2 separate regions of the Zea mays genome follow, and region 1 is linked to region 2. Evidence: chromatin contacts called from public Hi-C data. All regions are on one chromosome and are shown on one strand. The core of a region is the stretch at or near the end of the contact, and the rest is flanking DNA. Distances in the headings are between cores, read along the strand shown. Region 1 has its middle 71 kb from the start of LOC100285310. Region 2 holds the start of LOC100502213.

The links. Hi-C and Micro-C count contacts between places; a contact is called where the count stands out from the background.
Region 1: a contact with region 2 is called in a Hi-C map of bundle sheath, with 2.3 times the contacts expected there. The contact joins the enhancer-like site here to the promoter of LOC100502213 in region 2. A contact is called at or near these places in 2 of 25 Hi-C or Micro-C datasets (bundle sheath and tassel).

Annotation. Positions count from the first base shown.
Region 1 is chr1:154,054,436-154,057,135 of Zm-B73-REFERENCE-NAM-5.0, forward strand. No RefSeq gene overlaps it. Among protein-coding and RNA genes, the nearest start is that of LOC100285310, 71 kb to the left of the region's middle. Within about 2 kb of position 1,361, at least 17 of the 20 cell types and tissues checked have an H3K27ac peak or open chromatin away from gene starts, as enhancers often do. A contact at or near this core is called in bundle sheath and tassel, where this site is marked.
Region 2 is chr1:153,862,074-153,864,859 of Zm-B73-REFERENCE-NAM-5.0, forward strand. It overlaps LOC100502213, which reads left to right and starts at 1,355. Exons shown (of 9, transcript NM_001363234.1): 1 at 1,355-1,612; 2 at 2,287-2,377; 3 at 2,494-2,786. The coding sequence starts at 1,451.

The sequences.
Region 1 (2,700 bases), core at 111-2,610, 190 kb after region 2:
TCCTGATGGATTTCATCTTTCTTAGCGGCAGTATATTCTTGAGGTGCTTGAACGTGAAGGTATGACCGATTGTAAGCCATGTTCTACTCCTGCTGACACGAGTGGCAAGCTTTCTGGCACTGAGGGTCCACCCGTCACTGATCCGACTCACTATCGGGGTCTGGCCGGTGCTCTACAATATATCACTTTCACTCGCCCTGACATTTCATATGGTGTTCAGTAAGTTTGTCTTCACATGCATGATCCTAGAGAACCACATTACACGTTGATTAAACGTATTCTTCGCTACCTGCATGGGACATTGGATCATGGCCTTCATCTTCGTCCCACGGATGTCTGCACATTGGTTGCCTACTCTGATGCTGATTGGGTCGGTTGTCCTGACACCCGTCGGTCGACCTCTGGGTTTGCTGTTTTTCTTGGTGATCGTCTCTCGGTCATCCAAGCGTCAACCCACTATATCCCGTTCCAGTGCTGAAGCAGAGTATCGTGCGGTGGCAAATACAGTTGCTCAGACCACCTGGCTCCGACAGCTCCTTCAGGAAATGCATATTTCCCTAAAGCGCGCCACTGTTGTCTTCTGTGATAATGTTAGTGCAGTCTACCTCTCCTCGAACCCAGTGAATCATCAGCGTATGAAGCACATTGAGATCGATCTACATTTTGTTCGAGAACGAGTTGCGGCCGGTGCAGTTCGAGTTTTACATGTTCCTACTTCCTCCCAGTATACTGATATCTTCACTAAGGGATTGCCTTGGTCGGTGTTCACAGAGTTCAGGTCCAGTCTGAATGTTTTTCCTTGTGGCTGACCACGTTACTACTGGGGTGTTGGATTACCATAATTAGATTGATTACTTTCCTTGCTTTAGGCCTGCCTTGTACACGCATGGCTATAGTTGGAGAGTCCTAATCACGTGATGCACTTCCTTTACCACCGGGTATTACTTCTATAAACCGGTTATACTCGTGCATGTCTAATCAGGTGATGCTGCCTATATATAGCCGATTCTCTTGATCAATAATACATCAAGCATTCATCTATCACCCATCGCCATCACTCTTTGTTTTCTCAGTTTGAGTTCACAGATGGAGGGTCCAGGGAGCGGCGATATATACCCCGTGAGGACCCCACGACAGCCTAGGAAACCGGCGTTCCCTACAGAGTTTGTTGCCAGGATTTTTTTCTTGGCCGGAAGCTCGGACCTCCACAGATTTCTATTCGTTTCACTACGACGAGGGAAGAGAGATGACAAGGGGGACCCACCTATCACATAGCGCTCGAACGAGCGGTCCCAGACGGTGGGGTCATGTCCATGAGCGCGCAGCGGGAGGAGGTTCGCTGACGAGCGGGACCACCGGTCAGCGACGTTAGGAATGTCTGGTTGTGACACCGGTCACGGGGGGTCGTAAACTGGGCCCGTAGGTCAGAGGAGGTCGCACGTGGTTGTGACACCGAGAAGCGAGCCCCGCATGGCAGAGACCGCAATGGAAGATTTGAGCCGGCCGAAGGTGGGCTGGCGGTGGAATGTCTGGTTGGGCCCGCGCGGGAGAGAGTTGGGCCCAACAATGCTGAGAGGAGAAAATGGCCTACGGGTTTGATTCTTCTTTTATTTTTTTCAGTTTCCTTTTCTTTTCCTTTTCTATTTTCTTTTCAGATTTTTGTTTTCTAATTTCCAAATTGAATTGTAAATATATTTTGTATTTTCAAACTCATATAAGATGCACAATAAAAAACTCAGCATGTGATGCAGTATTCCTATTATTTTATTTATTCATTTATTTATTATCCTACATAAGCAAATGCTTTTGGATATGTAGCTCATACATAATTATTTTAAGGATAATAGTTTCTATTGTATAATCTCTATTAATATCTGCTCTAACACTTATCCTTATATAATACTTATTAACTTCAACGAAAGATAATTTACATCAAAATCCTTTTATTGGACCTTTGTTATAACATCCGGGGTCCGTCGATCAGCCAAAGGAGGTAGATAATGTCTACCCTCGAAAACCCTGCCCTGAGACGAACTCCAAGGCACCGAGCCTAGGGTCTGGCGTGGCGAAACTGGATAAGGGGGCCCAGTGTGTCAAAGGGAAACCACTCGAGTGGATCTCACGCCTAGCCCAACCGACCCGTCATAAGTGACCGATCGCATTGACTGTACGTGGTGCCGAGCCACAGTGGAGGCGTCGGTCCGCCTTCCACTCATGACCTACCAACTCCTCGGGCCACAGAGCACTCACGACCTACGAGCCCCTCAAACTACGACGTATTTATGACCCGCGCATCCCATGGCTAGCGGCACACTCATGACATATCGAGACTAGGCCTGAGTGTGTAGGCGACTAGCATGGTGCAACATGGCAAACTGCGTCGTGCCACAGCAGAGGCGCTGGTCCGCCGACATACGAACCCCTCGAGCCGCAGAGCACTGATGACCTATGAGCCCATCGGACTGTGGCACATTTATGGCCCACCCATCCCCGGATAGTGGCACACTCATGACCTATCAGGACTATGCCTGAGTGTGCAGGCCGCTGGTAGGGCTGAGAGCACCTAGAGGGGGGTGAATAAGTGATCCTGCAAAAACTTAAATAAAAACAACAAACTTGGTCTATAGATGGGGTTAGTGAAATCTAAAACCAAGTTCAATGGAGAATAGAAGGATGATTTCTTCACTTAATTGCTCTCAC
Region 2 (2,786 bases), core at 105-2,604:
ATCACTTACAAATGGTTCTTAACAAAAGAATTCTGTTACATATATTTATATATACTGATGGAAACCTAATCACTTTTAGTTGATCAACATTGCACAGGGTAAACAATTAACTACGTGAATCAATAGCATAACGGAATTTTAAATTAAACTTCCTATTTCCCATAGCATAAACAGTGATTAGCCTACTTAAAATACAGTAATTATGATCACAGAAAGTAAATAAAATAAAATAAAAAAAAATAAAAAAACAGAAGGGGGGGGGCGGTTGAACCGGCCCTAGGGCGGTTGAACCGGCCCTAGGCGGGGCGCGGGCGCGGGCGGCGCAGGGGGGCGGCCGAGCAGGGGGGCGGGGCGGCCGAGCCGCTGGGCGCAGGGGCGGCCGAACCGGCGGGCAGGGAGGCGGCGCAGGGGGCGGCCGAGCCGGGGGGCGGGGCGGCCGAACCGGCGGGCAGGGAGGCGGCCGAACCGGCCATGGGGAAAGGGGGGAGGGGATGGGGGAGGGAGGAGAGGGGGAGGGGGAAGCTCACCGGCGACGGGGACGGGGCGGCCGAGCGGGGCGGCCGAACGGCGACGGGGAGGGGCGGCGGCCTAGGCAGGGGCGGCGGCTAGGGCAGGGGGCGGGTAGGGGGCGGCGGCTTGGGTGGGGAGGGAGAAAATGAGGGGGGAGAGGGAGAGGGTTAGGGGATAAGGGAAAGAGGGGGAGGGGCGGCTGGGCCTACTAGGCCCAAGAGGGGGGCGCCAGGGGGCGGCTGGGCCGGCCGGGGTCGGCCCACGGCGCGGGAGAGAGAGAAAAAAAAAGGAGAGAGAAAGAGAGAGAGAAAAGAGAAAGAAAAGAGAAAGAAAACATTTTCGAAATCCGATCTTTCTACATGAATGCATTTGCACTTTCAAAGCAATCAAAAGAAATGCAAGGTTCGGCATGGTGCATCAAACAACATAAAGTATTTAGGGTTTTTATACATACGGGAATTCCAAACCGAATCCCGCTAGAACTTTGGAAAAGGTCAAGGTTTAGCGAGGGAAAAAGAAAAAGAAAAGGTAACGCCCGAATTTTGGCGAGTAAAGAAAAGAAAAAAAATTCAACTGCAAAAATTCGGGGCGTTACACGTGCTGTGTTCGTGTCATATTAAAATAGTCGTGTTTCGTGCTGGCCCATATAGCCCGGCCCGTTTGGCAACCTATAGCGTGAGCCCCGAAAATCCGACGGCCCCGCAGACAAAAAACGTGGGAATTGGAATCCCTCTCGCGCCCACGGGGCCACGCCGCCGCCCTCTCTGGCTCTCTCCATACTTGCGGGCCCCACCGGTCAGGATCTCGGCGCCTACGACAAAAAAAAAATCGTAGCTGCTTTCCCCTACCCTTTCCGTTCTCGGAGGACGAGGGCGCGACGGCACGCGGCGAAAACGACGCGGCCGCGTCGCCAAAACCGTCGCCTCGCTTCCTCCCTCCCATGACGGGCTCGAAACCCGCGCCCGCCGCCTCGCAGAACCCTAGCGCGGTCCCGCATCGTCGTCCTCCTCCTCCTCCTCCTCCTCCTCCTCCGCCGCCGGTGACAGCGGTTGCGAGGGTGCGCGAAGAAGGCGAGCTCTCCTCCGGCGCCGACGACGACGAGGTGAGCTCTCGCGCCTTCTCGACCCGCGCTCGCTCGCTCGTCCCCGGATCTAGCTGCTTCAGCTCTATCGCGTCCGCTCTACAGTTGCTTGCCGTTGACGCTTTTGACTCGTCCCGCGGCTAGGGTACCGAACTTGGATTGGCGGTGCTGGATGCTTCCTTGCTTAGGTGTTCTGATGAAGCGTGCTTGATTTGTAGCTTGGCGAATTGTTGGGGGATGGACGCGCTGTTGTGGCACTGGCTGTGGCTCTAAGACCTGGCAGCGACCGGAAGAGGGCTTCCAGTATGGGAATGGGATTGGATGCATGCTTAGAAGCTCGTTGTTCGGTGTTTAGGAGTTAGGACTATGACAACCATCTAGGGCTTAAATGCGATCTGATTCTGCTGTTATGGTTGAGCTGCCTTGAAGTTGTAGTTGCCAAGTCGGTGTTGTTGGTTTGGGTACTGTACGGTGTACATGACTGGCGCTTTAAGTGCTGTGAGATTCTGATTGATCTATTTATGCACTGCATTTATCGATTTCTCATATTTAGCATGTACATACATGATTGCATATCTGTCACCCTTTTGTGTTATGTACCTATGTATGAACATACCAATGCATTTATTGCCGATACGTGAGCTTAGATTTGCAACATTTGTCGCTTATCATACTCATTAAATTGCTTCGAACAGACTCTGCAAACTCAGCTAGGTGCCGCATCCATTCTTGGGAAGTTTGTGGAGGCTGGATCTCAAGTGCCATCGGCAAGTCTCCTCGGTAAAGGTGATTAGCGATCCTGTGTTTCATGTTTTATGCCAGTTTCCTTCCATGTATTGATGGCCTGCTTCTTTACTGATCTGGCTGCGTTACCTGATACCTCTTATTCTCTGACTTAATAGGCAGTAACACCTTGATTGTCTCAAATGCTCTGAATCATAAAGCGTCTGCTCCAAGTTACAAGAAGATCATGAGGGTGAATCAGGGGCAATTCAAACCTGGCACTAACCGGAATCTTTCATGGCAGAAGCCTGTGTCAAGTGATAACCTTCTGATAACTTTCTCAGATGATGATAGTGGGGCAGACTCTGGGAAGACAGGGCGAGATAAAGTTAGGAAGGCTAGCTCTCAAGGTACACAGAGAACAGGGAACAGTATGCAAACTAGGATCATGAGAGAGGAAGTATCTCAGCAG